Regions from separate parts of the Anas platyrhynchos genome. Here region 1 is linked to region 2. The links are chromatin contacts, called in public Hi-C maps. All regions are on one chromosome and are shown on one strand. The core of a region is the stretch at or near the end of the contact, and the rest is flanking DNA. Distances in the headings are between cores, read along the strand shown.

Evidence for each region. A called contact is a pair of places that touch in the nucleus more often than the background predicts.
Region 1: a contact with region 2 is called in a Hi-C map of F5 follicle, with 1.9 times the contacts expected there. The contact joins two enhancer-like sites. A contact is called at or near these places in 4 of 8 Hi-C or Micro-C datasets (F1 follicle, F5 follicle, skeletal muscle and 1 more).

What each region holds. Positions count from the first base shown.
Region 1 is chr16:10,267,796-10,271,175 of IASCAAS_PekinDuck_T2T, reverse strand. The region is part of intron 5 of PPIL2 (peptidylprolyl isomerase like 2); the gene reads left to right. Among named protein-coding and RNA genes, the nearest start is that of PPIL2, 13 kb to the left of the region's middle. Within about 2 kb of position 1,920, at least 6 of the 8 cell types and tissues checked have an H3K27ac peak or open chromatin away from gene starts, as enhancers often do. A contact at or near this core is called in F1 follicle, F5 follicle and small yellow follicle, where this site is marked.
Region 2 is chr16:10,223,324-10,226,262 of IASCAAS_PekinDuck_T2T, reverse strand. It overlaps PPIL2 (peptidylprolyl isomerase like 2), which reads left to right. Exons shown (of 20, transcript XM_027469628.3): 15 at 146-263; 16 at 2,907-2,939. Among named protein-coding and RNA genes, the nearest start is that of YPEL1, 53 kb to the right of the region's middle. Within about 2 kb of position 1,647, at least 4 of the 8 cell types and tissues checked have an H3K27ac peak or open chromatin away from gene starts, as enhancers often do. A contact at or near this core is called in F1 follicle, F5 follicle and small yellow follicle, where this site is marked.

The DNA.
Region 1 (3,380 bases), core at 671-3,170, 45 kb before region 2:
TTTGCCCAGACTTACTGTTCAAGTGCTTTATCAAAAGGAGCAGTTTAAAACCCTCCAGTGTCATGAGTCACCAGCCAAGCTGCTGTGCTTCCTTCACACCTTGCTAATGGGGATTGTGGTGGCGGTAGGCAGTGTTTTATCCAGTAAGCCAGCTCTGGACACAGATAAATGTGTCTAGCATTATTTCTAATGTATTATTTCCCTTACAGCAAAAATGTATTTACATCTAGGTTTTACGGACTGAACAGATGGTCTCTTTTTATCCTTTTCCTTGTTTTGGTGGAAGTGTGCACATTGGATGGGTTTTTGTGATTGTGACACTCGAAAAACTAGCAACTGTGAAACACTTCAGCCTTAAATGAGATGCAGCATGAGGTTCCCACAGATCACTGCTTGCCTATTTTTCACTAAAATTGGAGACTAGATTTTCGATCCTTCTGCATAGTTTTATTGTCCATAAGCCATGTTGTATTTGGCTGCTTATCTCTGGACTGATAGACTTCCGGGCACATTAAGACTGCAGATTTAATCTTACACAAGAAACAGTACATCTTTATCTCATGGTAATTTCTGCTAATGCGCTCTTTGATACGGCAACATTATTGCTGGTATCTGCGAGCCATGTGTGTTATTAAGCGTATCTGTATGGTTCTATGGACAAGGGTTTGGTGACCATATGGTGTCAGTTTAATTAAAATTTAAATATGGAAATTCAGTGGTCTGGAAGTGGGTAACGAAGGATCTTTTGTGTCCATTTCCATACCAGTTCAGTAGCAGGGTGAAAGCCACGGTTAAAGCAGCAGTTTCACACAAGAATGTGAATTGAGGGTATTTTCTTAGTACTTGGTAGGTGTTGTGCATGTGACAAATATACTTATGCTGTTGAACTGAACATAGAAACCATAGCTTGAACCAGAAGACTATTCTGTCTTTTTGGCCACAGACCCCAATTTTTCCATGAAACATTGAACTACATGAATGTAGTTTACCTAATTAAACCAGTACTGCTGTTTCCCATCCCATGAAGTGTAGACTTGCTAAGAATTTCCAGTGACTTTTTGTCATCATTAAATCCATTTACAAGATCTGAAATAAATAAAAGTATACGTGGAGTTATTCAAATAATATTCAAACATTCAATTAATAATACCATATTTCTTGATGGTTTTATAGCAGGAAAAATTATATGAGGGCTTCTTGAAATGGGAAGTTGCATACAGAGAGTAAGAAGTGTCACCTCTAAAGGAATCAAAGAATTTAATACAAAATCAATCTGCTTGTGTGAAGTTAAATTTGCTACTTGGTAGGCAGCATTGTGTTTCATTATTAGCATTTGGTTTGGCTTTTTTTTCTATTTGAGTTAACTCCACATTGCTTGTTTTGGTGGGATGAGAACCACCCACGTAGCCATGCCAGCACCGGATGATTTTGTCCTCGTGTTGTCAACGAGTTCAGGTGTGACACACTAATTTTTCCCTGGGATAGCTTCACTGGATTACTGTGTGTTCCTGCCAGAGGCCATTAGGAAGAGTGTCCAGTTCTGAAGTAATTAGGAACTCTGTTAAAGCTGACAGAGTGGTGAGGTCTGTATTTACTAAATACAACTCCTGCTGCACGTCACCAACTCTAACCATGTGCAGTTAGAGAATCAAATGAGCCCATTTTGATTGTTTTTCGGCTGGTGTGTATCCAACGGGGTCAGAGCCTCATTAACAAAAAAGAACATGCTGCCACAGACCGAAGGGACTCAGAGAGTGTAACTAATTGATGCACGAGGATTGTAGGTCATATCTTCATGAGAGACACAGCGATGACAAAGAATGATTTAATTTGAAACAATCGGCGTACTTCATCTGCTAACTGCCACAGTGCCCCACTAACCTACGCTTCGTAATAACCTCTGCACTGGGTATCAGGAGAGGAGGTTGCCCTTTGGTATCCCGCAGGACCGAGCGGTGTCAGCTGACAGATGAGAGCAGGGCGGTGGGGCTTCTCGCCGCTGCCAGAAAGTAGGTCATGGCCAAAAGTAGCCTTGGCTGCCTTTGTGGAAGCGTGCCTGCGAGAGAGGAGTCAGCCGAGGAAAAAGCTCGCATGGGTTTTGGGTTTGTTTTGTAGCTCTTCCTTGCTGTGGAGCAGCTGGCATTACATGCCGTTAAATGCGTCTGCTTTCCAGCATTCCTGCATAAAATATTTTTAGAAGCGAATATACAGCTCTTGTTTCTGCTTAGGGGAAGTGGCGCATGCTTGTGGCCTTTCTTTTTTATTATGAATTTAGAATTTTAATTAGATCAAGTGGTTTTTTTTAATAACCATTGCTTTTTTCCTTCCTTTCTTCACTGGAAATTGACTGAAACTGGATGAATGGGGAGGAAACTCGGGTCAGAAACAGTTCTGAGCAGCAGTGTATTCAATATTCGAGCTCCCTCACGTTTTATTGCTAATATGGAATTCAGGAAAGCAAGTACTTTAACTCATTTAAGGGCTCATTCACTCCTGCTGTCTCTTCTCGTGAGGGCTGGTGCCTGTTTACGGTGTAATGGTCATTTCCATGGCAACAAACCCTGGCAGTGTTTAGGAAGCTTGGGCTTTTTTTTGATGGAGAATAAATAAAAGAAGATTCACCCACATGCGAGATAACCTTATTTTCAAATGAAATGAAAAACTCGGGGTGGGGCAGGGGAGATAAGATAGAGATGTGTGTCTCATGTTCTTTCACAGTTTCCTCTGTGATGTGTGCACCTTTCAGAATCAGACCTGCTGGAAGTCCTGTCCTGCGGGCTGGGCTCCCCCTCCGAGTGTACTTTGTGCAGAGTTGCCCAATGCTGCTGCCTCGGTAGGCCATGGCAATCTCTTGTAGCAAATCAGAGCCTGGTTTTGCTGTTCTGGTGCTCCAGAGATCTCCTTTGACAAATCCCTTTCCTGTCTTTCCTTGCATTAGATGCGTTCATCAACTTCTCAAAATATTTCTGAGCTGTTGCCCTGATTAGATTTTTCACACATTTTCTCATAGACAAGGCTCAGCCCGTTTCCATGCCTCTCCATAAATAGATTGCACAAACAACGTCCTTTATCAGTAGGAGGAAGTTCCCTCGTGATACAGGGGAGGGCTCAGGGGGTAGCTGTTGCCAGCTGAGCTGAAGCACGGTGCTGCTCAAGAGTTGACATGCCAAGGCCACTTTCCACGGGTTTGGTAGGAGTCTGGTCCAAGGCCATCAGCATTTGATGTCCATGCAGCACTTCATCATACCAAGCTCTTATCCTGGAAAAAAAGAGTCCAGGCAGTGCATGTGTTTCAACTCTTATATGAAAATTGCTATTTTTTTATTTACTGTTGACATGGAAGACTGTGTAAGAGCTTGTCTTGGTGAGGAACAAATGCC
Region 2 (2,939 bases), core at 398-2,897:
CCTAGTGGTAGGGATGAGGTAAGAATACATTATATACGTAGCAATCAGAAGTCCCAGAAACCTTGAATTTAATGTCAGTGTCTGCTATAGAATGCATTGGGAAGCTAATGAAAGCAATCATTTCTATCGTCTTTTCTTCTTTCAGGTGGAGAGTCTTACTGGGGAAAACCTTTTAAAGATGAATTCAAGCCCAACTTGTCCCATACAGGACGTGGTGTTCTTAGTATGGCCAATTCAGGACCTAACACAAACAAATCACAGTTGTAAGTAGTCGCTTGCTCTTTGTATTTTATTGTTTCCCTCTAGACATTGTGTCTTGCTCCGTTAAGAAAATAAATGACATTTTATGAGCTACTCTTTAAAGCTCAGTCAAGTGAAATATTCTGTCAAGTGCTGCATATTGAAAACAGCGTTGCTACAGCTGCTGTTACCCAATCTAAGAGCACCATGAGGCATGTCGAGAAGACTTGTAGGTTTATTATATCGTTAATTTATCTTTTCTATTTTATGGTTTGTAGTTTCCATTTTTTCTCGTGTAACCCCACTCTTATCCCTGTGAAATCATTGTACCTCAGCACTCTGTTTAAATTTAGTCCCATATTGAACTTTTATTGAGTACTTAATGAAATAAAATACATACCATAATCCTTAGAAACATTGCTTCTTTTTAGTAGTCTGCTTTTAAATACATAAGAACAGTTCTGATTTCTACAAACTTACAGAACACAAGCATGACAGAGTGAAAGATCTGAGATAGAAAATTACTTGGTTTTCAGTGTGCGAAGCAGAATAAGGACTAAAATGTGGAAAAAAAATGAATTATGTAAGGAAGGAGAAAGAACAACAAATTAAATTTAAAATATCAAAGTTGTAATAACCTACTTTATATCTAACATAAATATGGATGTTTGCCAGCAGACTTCTGAAAATGCTCGGTGTCACTTTGAGCCATCTGTGTCTTGGTTGCTGTCTAGGTACTGCAAAGAAAAAACTTGTACCTTTATTGGGAACCCCGGGAGACTGTGTGTGTGTGTGTGTGTGTGTGTGTGTGTGTGTGTGTACAGTGCTATGTGTTGGGACTGGGTAGCAAGGGAGGGGACTCTTGGTGTTGGTCTTCATGATGCTTTGTATTATTATGGCTGGTAAGCTGTGCAACAGTGTGGTTAAATTTAATTAAACACAAGCGCTTGTCTCGAGGTGTTTAATAGGCTTACTCACGTGCTTAAGGCTAAGCACGTGTCGGGCAGTTTGCAGGACTGAGTTACTGTAGAGCTTATTTTGGATTTGAATGTTACTGCCAGCACTCAGGTGCTAAATTAGGGAAGAGTAGAGGCTTTAAAAAAAGGGGGGTGGGGGAGGTATTCAAGAAACGAGTCACAGACAGTTCATGAGTGATGTGCCATATTGAGTCACATCATCTGCTGCTGTAAATGCTTCCCTAAAATTTGCAAATGAAATATGAAATTCCTTTACACGTGAAGTCCTTGAGAGACTCCAGCTGCCTATATATTTAAAATGTCCTAGGCAGTGTTTAGAGACTTTGGGCAACTGTTGTGACCTTGAGAACTGGTTCTCTCCCCATAGGTGGTGGTCACTGCAATGCAAAGTGAGCTGGGTTCCCTGTGTAAAGGGTTGCTCAAGTAATGCTGAGGACTTCTCTCCCTGGATGACCCTGAGTTGTATTTATTCCATTGTCCTTCATTTTATTTTGACTGCAGTAATGGTTGAGGAGCTTTCTCAAAATATTTGCCTCTGCTCAGATTTTTTTTTTGTTACTGTCTGTATCTATTACTATATGCTATCTTAAGTGACCACCTGCTAATCTACATATTTGGATATCTAAGAAGAAAGTGGTGCAAAGAATCCATGCACAAGGCTAAGTTGTAATGTATGCCCTGTGTGGGAGTGTGCATTTACAGCGTCTCAAAGCTTTCCTAGGGCAAGCTACGTTTTAATAGATTGACTAGTAGATTGCAGCCCCTCCTATTTGCAATCATATAACTTCCTGAGGCAGTGGCTTATATGGAAAAGTGCTTTTGGAATGTTTATATATTTTTAGCCGTCTCAAATGTAGTGTAACAGATGGAGACAGGGAGGAGAGCCAGTACTGCATGTCCAGCCAACGTGGGCCATCGTGGTCTGCAGACCACAGAGTGGAAACCTCTGTCTCATACGCTTCTAGTCCAGGTCTTCCAAAGAAGCATTAAGCTTTAGAGAAAAGCTTTAGTAGTAAAGATTACTTTGGATTTTTTATTTCAGTTCCTGTGTTTAAATTTAAAAATAACACACATACACACAACTAAGAATCCAAGTTGCGCAGGTTTTCATTGCTTCTGACGCTTTCAAGTGTTCTTCTGCCATGTTTGTAACAAAACACAAATTTTCTCTCTCCAGAGGAGAGATGGATCATAGATGGTTCAATTTAATGGAAAAAATATATAAATGCAAATAGTAGATATCCAAAAAGATAAAAGTTTACACTGGCAGAGGGTTGTTGTGTTATATAACTACATTTGCTGGATACAAGCTCCCAGTCATGCACAAGAAATGTCCTCCTCAAGCAAGAACCATGTATCACTGTCCTGCAGTAAGCTTTCCAAAGCCTGCCTGGCCAAGGAGGCAGATGCTCTGATTATTTTTGGACATGGTGCAAACCACCATGTTTGGAGTACTGTTTGGGGATGTTAGTAAGGCATAAAAATGAGAAGCCCAAACTCCACAAATCCAAGACAAAACCCACAAAACGGAGAAGTTAAAGGGTATTTGGCCAGCTGGACTCCAGAAAAGAGAGAAATCTGTCTCTTTGCAGAGGGCTGTTACATACATTTTCTGGTTTTAAGCATAGCTTGCTATTGCTGAGTTTCAATGAGATAATATTCTAACCCTTATGTCTTTATTCTTTCCAGCTTTATCACATTCCGCTCTTGTGCATATCTGGA